Linked DNA regions of Sus scrofa: region 1 is linked to region 2. A link is a contact called in public Hi-C data. All regions are on one chromosome and are shown on one strand. Each heading gives the region's core, a stretch centred on a gene start, on an enhancer-like site or on the middle of the called end of the contact. The rest is flanking DNA. Distances are from core to core; before and after follow the strand shown. Region 1 holds the start of FHOD3 (FH1/FH2 domain-containing protein 3). Region 2 holds the start of RPRD1A (regulation of nuclear pre-mRNA domain-containing protein 1A).

Region 1 (3,405 bases), core at 44-2,543, 200 kb before region 2:
TTATCTCTCCCAAATATTTATCTATGTTGGTCCTCAAAGAAGAGTAAATCATCCACAAGCTTTGATATGAACCCTAAGCAAAAAAAAAAAAAAAAATGTATCAGGGAAGTAATTTTTTAAGGTGCAGTCACCCTGTTTAAGTGGGAGGAAGGGTTCTCCTGGGCAACTAAATGGTTAGCTTTCAATGCCGCGCTCTTTTGCAACACACACTTTGCAAGATGCCTGTCCTGAAAAGGGTTAAAAAAAAAACAAAAACTCTATCGGTGGACTAAGAATCCATTCTTCCCAGGGGACACTCATTTCAGGCTTTGTGCGCGCGCGGCCCCTCCGTGCCCCGGCCCCTCCTCGCATGAAACGACTGCCCCTCCAAGCTTCCCAAGGCCACCTGCTTCTAAGAAAAGGGGGCCACTCGGAACACTATCGCAGCGCGAGCCGCGTCCTCCGCGGTGCCTCCCAGGGGAGGAAGAAGAGGTGTTGCTGGGAAGCGTGCTTTGTCGCCAGGGCCGCGCGGCCGCCCTCACTGGCCTCAGAGGCCTGAGAGATTTTGTCCAGGGCATCGCTCAGGGCTCTCCTCCGAGGGACCTGAGCCCCTTGGGCCCGGGTTCTTTCCGAGCGCGGCTCGGGGCCGGTCTTGGCCCCACTCCGCCTCCTCGGCCCAAGCTAACGGCGCGGTGCGGGGAACCTCTCCATCCCGCCTCCGGCCCGCGCGGCACCTGTTCGGCCCCGCCCTCCCCCCTCTCCGCTCTGGACCGGAACGCGAGGCAGTCCTCCTTGCTGGCCGGGGAGATCCCGCACCAGCCTGCAGGTGCTGGGACCCCTCTGCCTAACCGGGTGGGGGAGGTCTGCCCTTGGGCGCTTGTCCTCCCGCCGCGACCAGCCCAGCTTGCCTGCGGCTCCCCTACCCCAGCGGACCCCCCCACCCCGCAGCAGGGGCTGAGTCCAGGGGTCCTAGACCGCCCCGCCGGGCCCTACCTTGTGTGGCGCCCGCAGCAGCCGGTGGACCCCGGCCAGCTGGGTGCCTAGCGCGAGGTCCTCGCGGAACGTGAAAAGCGGCGGTCGGCTGGGCTCCGGGAAGTTGGTGCTGTTGAAAGGGTCCGTGTCGTCCAAGAACTGCACCCGGCAAGCCAGCGTGGCCATGATGCATCCCTGCCCCGGAGGGGGCGCGGGCCCCGGAATCAGCGGGGCCGCGGGCCGGGACGCTGGGGTCACCGCGAGCAGGGGAGGCCGCGGCCGGCGCTCGCTGGCTCGCGGGCTCTCAGGCTCCGGCGCGCCTGGCTGCAGCCCGGGCTCCGGCCGCGGGGGGCGGGGCGGGGCGGGGGCGGGGCTGTCGGGCCCCCTCCTTCCCCTCGCTCTCCGGCTCCTCCCCTCCTCCGTCCTCCTAGCGCCTGCGGCTTGCCGAGACCCACGCGACCCGCCGCCGGGAACTGGAAAGGGAGAACTGCTCGCGCAGCATCCGCAGCCCTGCGCCAAGCCCACTGGCGGCGGGGAGCAGACAGCCCTCCACCCCCGGCGGCCAGACCCTGGCAGCGCGGACACTGTCTGAGCAGCCGGCTGCACGTGCACCCCGCGGCCCAGGGAGCCCAGGATGAGCTGCACCCCTCGGGGCTTTGGAAACCGGGGTGTGCAGGCGGGGTGGGGGCATGGACCTCCTCTGGCTTCTTCCCCATCTGGAAGAGGGCTTAACTCTGCAGATGAAGGCGGCGGCGGCCTGTATCCTGCAGCCTGGATTTGGAAAACCAGCTGGGCCCCAGTAGGCGAGGGAGACGGCCCCCAGCAAGCAAGCGGGGTGGTGGCATCCACCTGGAGCCCAGGCGAGGATTCCGGGGGAGATTTCCCTTGGGGAAAAAAAGAAAGCTAAGAAAGAGAAGGGTGAGCTGGGGGCATCTGGCACCTGTTCTTAAAAGACAAGCCCAGGGGCGCCAGAAGTGAGGCGTGGGGGACTGCTAGGGTGCAGGTCGGGACACCAGCGCTAGGCTGGGCGCCCGGGCCGCCTGGTGGGTGCTGGTTGACACTCTGCATTACCGCGGCCTCTTAGCCCGTTAGGTATCTGAAAGCCCTAAATGGACCTAGTGGGGCCGCGGGGGTCTCTTCCGGCGTGGTCACCGAATTGCAGGGACCCGCTGGCAATCTAGGACTTGGAGGGAAGATTTTCGGCCTGAACCTTGAGACTCCTTGCTGCTCGAGGGTGACCCCCTTCGTTTCCAGTGAGAACTCCATAGCCTCCATTCCCAGGCTATGGCCAAGGTTGCTGTTCTCCTCATACATCAAGTAGATCTCATGAAATGTACCCGATATCTCTTAACATCAACATCTTCACAAGGTGGTTCTATAACGTGTCTCTCTCCTTTTCTTATGGTTTCAAAAAGACGAACCCCTCATCCCATACTTAGACTCTTCACCTGCATCTTTAACCTGCTCTCTCCATGGACTCTCCCTGTCACACGTGCACACTTACTCTTGCTCTTAAAATAACGATGATCTATGACACCTGCTCATTCCAGCAGACCTTCTAGCTCTCATTACTTTTGCTATTAAACTCTCTGCGTGAGTCCTTTAGACAAGCCCGTCATCAGGCTCTTGGGCAGAATGCTAAACTCCCAAATCCCACTCCTTTGACCCTGGCCTCCTACCCTTTCATTTTCACCACTATTTTCATCTTCCTATGGAGAGAGTCCTCAGCCGTTTCTGGCTGCCCTGTTTCTCACAATCATCCCAACATGAATCCCCACGCATCAGCTTAGAGGCCTCCTTGCTGCACTCTCTTGGCCTCACCTATCCAGTCCCTAGGTGGTTGCTCCTGCCCCATCTGCCAAGTGCCTGCTGGCAGTAACCCCTCTCAGTGGCATATCTCCCCAGAAGTGTGGCCTCCCCACACCTCTCAGGCTGCCACAAACTTTTGCCACTTCCCTCTCCCCACAGGTTATTGGATAAAGAAAAACCATCTCTTAATCAGCATGAGGTCCTCCCCTTCCAGCACCCTCTCCTCCCCACCTTCCATCTCTATCCTCCATCTCCCCCATCTCAGGAGATGACCAAAAGCCTTAGGTTTCCTCTACTCTAGGCTCTGCCTCCATCTGGACACTGAGTCCCTCCCTTCCTGGTTGTGCTGGGACCAGGCCCTGTCACTGATTCAGCCTCCCTCTTCTTTCTTTCCTGGGTTCCTTCCCCAGAGAATCAGGACTGTCTTCCTGTCATACAAACTGGGCAGTCACACAGGTCCCTGCACATAAAAGAGCCCCAGACTGGTTTTATGCTCTGCTGTCTCTGTCGTTGTCACAATTTTTTAATTTTTTATTTTTTTATTTTTGCCACTCCTCAGCATATGGAGTTCCCAGCCCAGGGAGCAAATCTGAGCCACAATTGCAACCTATGCTGCAGCTGAGGCAAGATGGGATCCTTAATCCA
Region 2 (3,592 bases), core at 314-2,813:
TTTAATACAAGAGCCTGTGCTGGGTGATTCTAGTGATTCTAAACAGGCTTTATGGAAAGCAGGAGTCTGTTCTGGATTGGGTTCTGTTCAGGAAGGAGAGACAGTTTGGCGATTGGGTAGGTCTTTGGTAATTTTTATCTGGAATGCCAAAGGATTGAGATTGGGTTAGAGCTATCACTGGTAAAACAGCTGTAATCACTGATGTAGTTAAAAGAGAATATTGGTAGTTTTCATGGTTTCAAGGTGGCCTTGACTCTTGACTCACTTATTCTACTACAATGTCAGAATGGCCTTTGAGTATTGTTTATATCCTGAGAGGCCTGCTTCTGTTTTGTTAGGAACATTACAGCCTAATGTGAAATTTAAGAAAGGAAAACCTGGAGTTCCCATTCTGGCTCAGCGGGTTAAGAACCTGACTAGTATCCATGAGGATGCGGGTTCAATCCCCGGCTTCTCTCAGTGGGTTAGTGCTGCAAGCTGTGGCATAGGTTGCAGATGGGGATCATATTTTGTGTTTCTGTGGCTGTGGTGTAGGCTCTGATTCATCCCCTAGCCTGGGAACTTCCATATGCCGCAGGTGTGGCCCTTAAAAAACAAAAAGGAAAGAGAAGATACTTATGATCAAGTAAAAAGGAATATTCGATGACTACTTGGTGAAAGTTCTGGAACAGTGCTTCTCAAAAGATGGTTTAGGAACTCCTGTGATTCCTTGTGTACCTATCTTGAAGTTTCTTATATTAATATTAGAGTACAACAGTATCCATCTTTCTGTGTCCTTTGTGATTTATCATAGTTAACACAAGTACAAGGTCAAAATGTGCTGGGTTATGAGATTTCTGAAATCTATTTTAAATTACACAATACATAAATATGTTCTTGTAAAAAATAAAAACAATACAGACACAGCTTAAGGGTTCCAGTTCTAATCCTCCACACAACTATTTATGTTATGCGTATTTTTCCAGACCTTTTGCCATGCATTTACATACTTATGAATTAATATAAAATGTATACTTTTATAAAACAATGTTATACTGTAGTTTTCCTTTTACAACTTAAAAAAAAACCCAATTCACCATTGGATTTATGAATATTTTAAGCTGCTGCATGTATTTTGTAATATGAAGTATCACAGTTAATTTAGCCATTTAGTTGCTGCGAAAGTCCCAGCTCTTTGCTGTTACTGAGCTGGACCATAAAGCTAGCATACAGCTGCATGGGCAAACATGCTGGGGTTCCCTAGCACTGACAGCACTTAGTGAAATCTCAAGGTCACCAGAAAGGTATATTTTAAAATGTAATATATCACCCCAAATACTTTTCCAAAGTGGCTATACCAAATTTACACACCTATGTAGAGGTTTTTAAAGACCCCTTGATAGAAATACTTTCTCCCAGCAGGAGAGTTCAAGGCCTGGCACACCCGCCCCTTCTCCGGCCTTGACCTCGGCAGTACCGCCCCACTGCCTCTCTATCTCTAGGCTCAGCCCCGCCCCTTCCGCTTGGAGGTCCCACCTCTTGGCCGCTTCTGTTCAGAGGGCGGGGCGTGGGTCGTCCGTGACATCACTGCCGGCTAGACGCCATCTTGCTGGTTCCCGGCGGGTCTTGGATGTGGCGGCCCCAGTGTTGAGGGCGTGGGCAAGGGTGGGGTGAGGGGGCGAGGCCGCGGCTGGGGCGGCGAAACTCTCCACCCCTCAGCCCCACCGCGTGGGACGGCGTGAACGAGGTGTCGGAGGGATGTCCGCCTTCTCTGAGGCGGCGCTGGAGAAGAAGCTGTCGGAGTTGAGCAACTCGCAGCAGAGCGTGCAGACCTTGTCCCTGTGGCTGATCCACCACCGCAAGCACTCGCGGCCCATCGTCACCGTGTGGGAGCGGGAGCTGCGGAAAGGTAAGACGGCCTCGCCTTTCTGCCGCTCCCTCCCACCCGGCCGGGTCCCTGAGGTCCCCCAAACCCTGCGCCCTGCTCCTTGAGGCCCCCATTACCCCAGCGACCCCACCTCACCGCCGCCCCGAACCCCCACTACCGAGCGCCCGGGGCTCCCTGGTGTCCGTGGTCTGCGGGCGGGGAGAAGTGTTGTGCGCTGCTCTTCCTGCAAAGTCGGCGCTTAGTAGGCTGTTGAATAAGGAATAAAGAACCGATACTTCTGTTGATTTAACGCGGAGACAGTAGCCAGGGGCTCAGGACTCTGCACCTAATTGCAGTCAGGTGTTTTGTTTTTTAATTGTGTACATTATAATGGAGGATGGGGGGAAATTGGGAAATGTGCACAGGAAAAGATCTGTATGCGGTTGGGAAATACCTATTTCTGTGACACATCATCTCAATCTTATAAAATTAATAGAGGAGTCAGAGTTTAGAGCTGGGAAACCTAAAATAAGATGCGTGATGCAATGGAAAAAATCCTGAATTTGTAGATTTTAGAGGACCTGAATTAGGGAAATTTCTTTATTTCTGAATTGCAAGTGCCTGAAAATGAGGGAGTTAGATTAAGTGAGGTAAGGTCCTTTCTTGCTCTATGATTATACGCCTCTGGGGCAGTGTCTTTATTTTACAAAGCATTCGATAGTGTTTCTGTAAATGAAGTTAACTTTTCGAGCAGTAGTCTTGCTGTCACTAAAATATCTAGAAGAATCATTTTGCTATGACTGCAGAGCCAATTTATCCAAGAACTGATTGTATGATAGCGCGACTGAAAATTAAAATATTTCGTCTGCTTAGTCTGGATTTGTACCTTAATTCTTAATTAGGTATAGGTAGTGGGCTCTTTCAATTGTTGTTTCAAACACCCTGATGTATCAGATATGATGGTTATTTATTAATTAAGGGTTTTAACAACATGTTCTTCATCAAAATAAATGTTTAAGTACTGATCCGTAAGAAAGCCATATGATAAATTAATATGAGAGCCAAAATGTGGCGTTGGCTATGTAGAATGGAGACAAACTCATTTTCTTGTGTGTTTGCTTGTGATTGATCCATTAGAAGAAGTTGACGTAGAGCTCTGTTTTTCACTTCATATGTAAGTGTATGTGTATTGGCTCTCATGGAGGAATTCACCTATAAGTAGCCAAAAAGGTTTGAGAAACACAAATATAAATGTCTGGAAAATAGCTGTGAACTTTGAGAAGGCAGGTATTGTATTTGCTTTTTTGCCTTGCTAGATATGAAAATCAGCAACAGGTGTATATATACTTTTTTTTTTTTGAAAAGAGTGTAAGGATTGGTACCCAGACTGTTTCTAAGAACTACCACAGATCAGTAGAAAGATGGACATACTGTTAAAGGCATTTCACATTAGAGAAACCGGAAAGACCAGTAAATGATACTTAATCTTACTAATCAAGGAAAATCAATGAAGTACCACTTTATACCCTTTGGTTTGCAAAATTTAAAAGCATGATAATACCAAAAATTGGGAAGGAAGACAGGAAACAGGAACTCTCTTCAATTGCTGATTGTAGTGTAAAAAAGGGATGGTCTTAGCAACCTCTAATGAAGTTGAAGGTATATATCTTTTGATCTAGTAGTTCTTCCGTGATTATATCTTGGACACTCAAGGAATTATGTTTATTGTAGTCTTTTTTTTTTTTG

The links. Hi-C and Micro-C count contacts between places; a contact is called where the count stands out from the background.
Region 1: a Hi-C map of skeletal muscle shows a contact between it and region 2, with 2.8 times the contacts expected there. The contact joins the promoter of FHOD3 here to the promoter of RPRD1A in region 2. A contact is called at or near these places in 8 of 47 Hi-C or Micro-C datasets (alveolar macrophages, embryonic fibroblasts, mesenteric adipose tissue and 4 more).

What each region holds. Positions count from the first base shown.
Region 1 is chr6:120,034,712-120,038,116 of Sscrofa11.1, reverse strand. FHOD3 (FH1/FH2 domain-containing protein 3) reads right to left here and starts at 1,293. Exons shown (of 27, transcript XM_021096278.1): 1 at 973-1,293. The coding sequence starts at 1,137.
Region 2 is chr6:119,831,993-119,835,584 of Sscrofa11.1, reverse strand. It overlaps RPRD1A (regulation of nuclear pre-mRNA domain-containing protein 1A), which reads left to right and starts at 1,563. Exons shown (of 7, transcript XM_003356411.5): 1 at 1,563-1,888. The coding sequence starts at 1,738.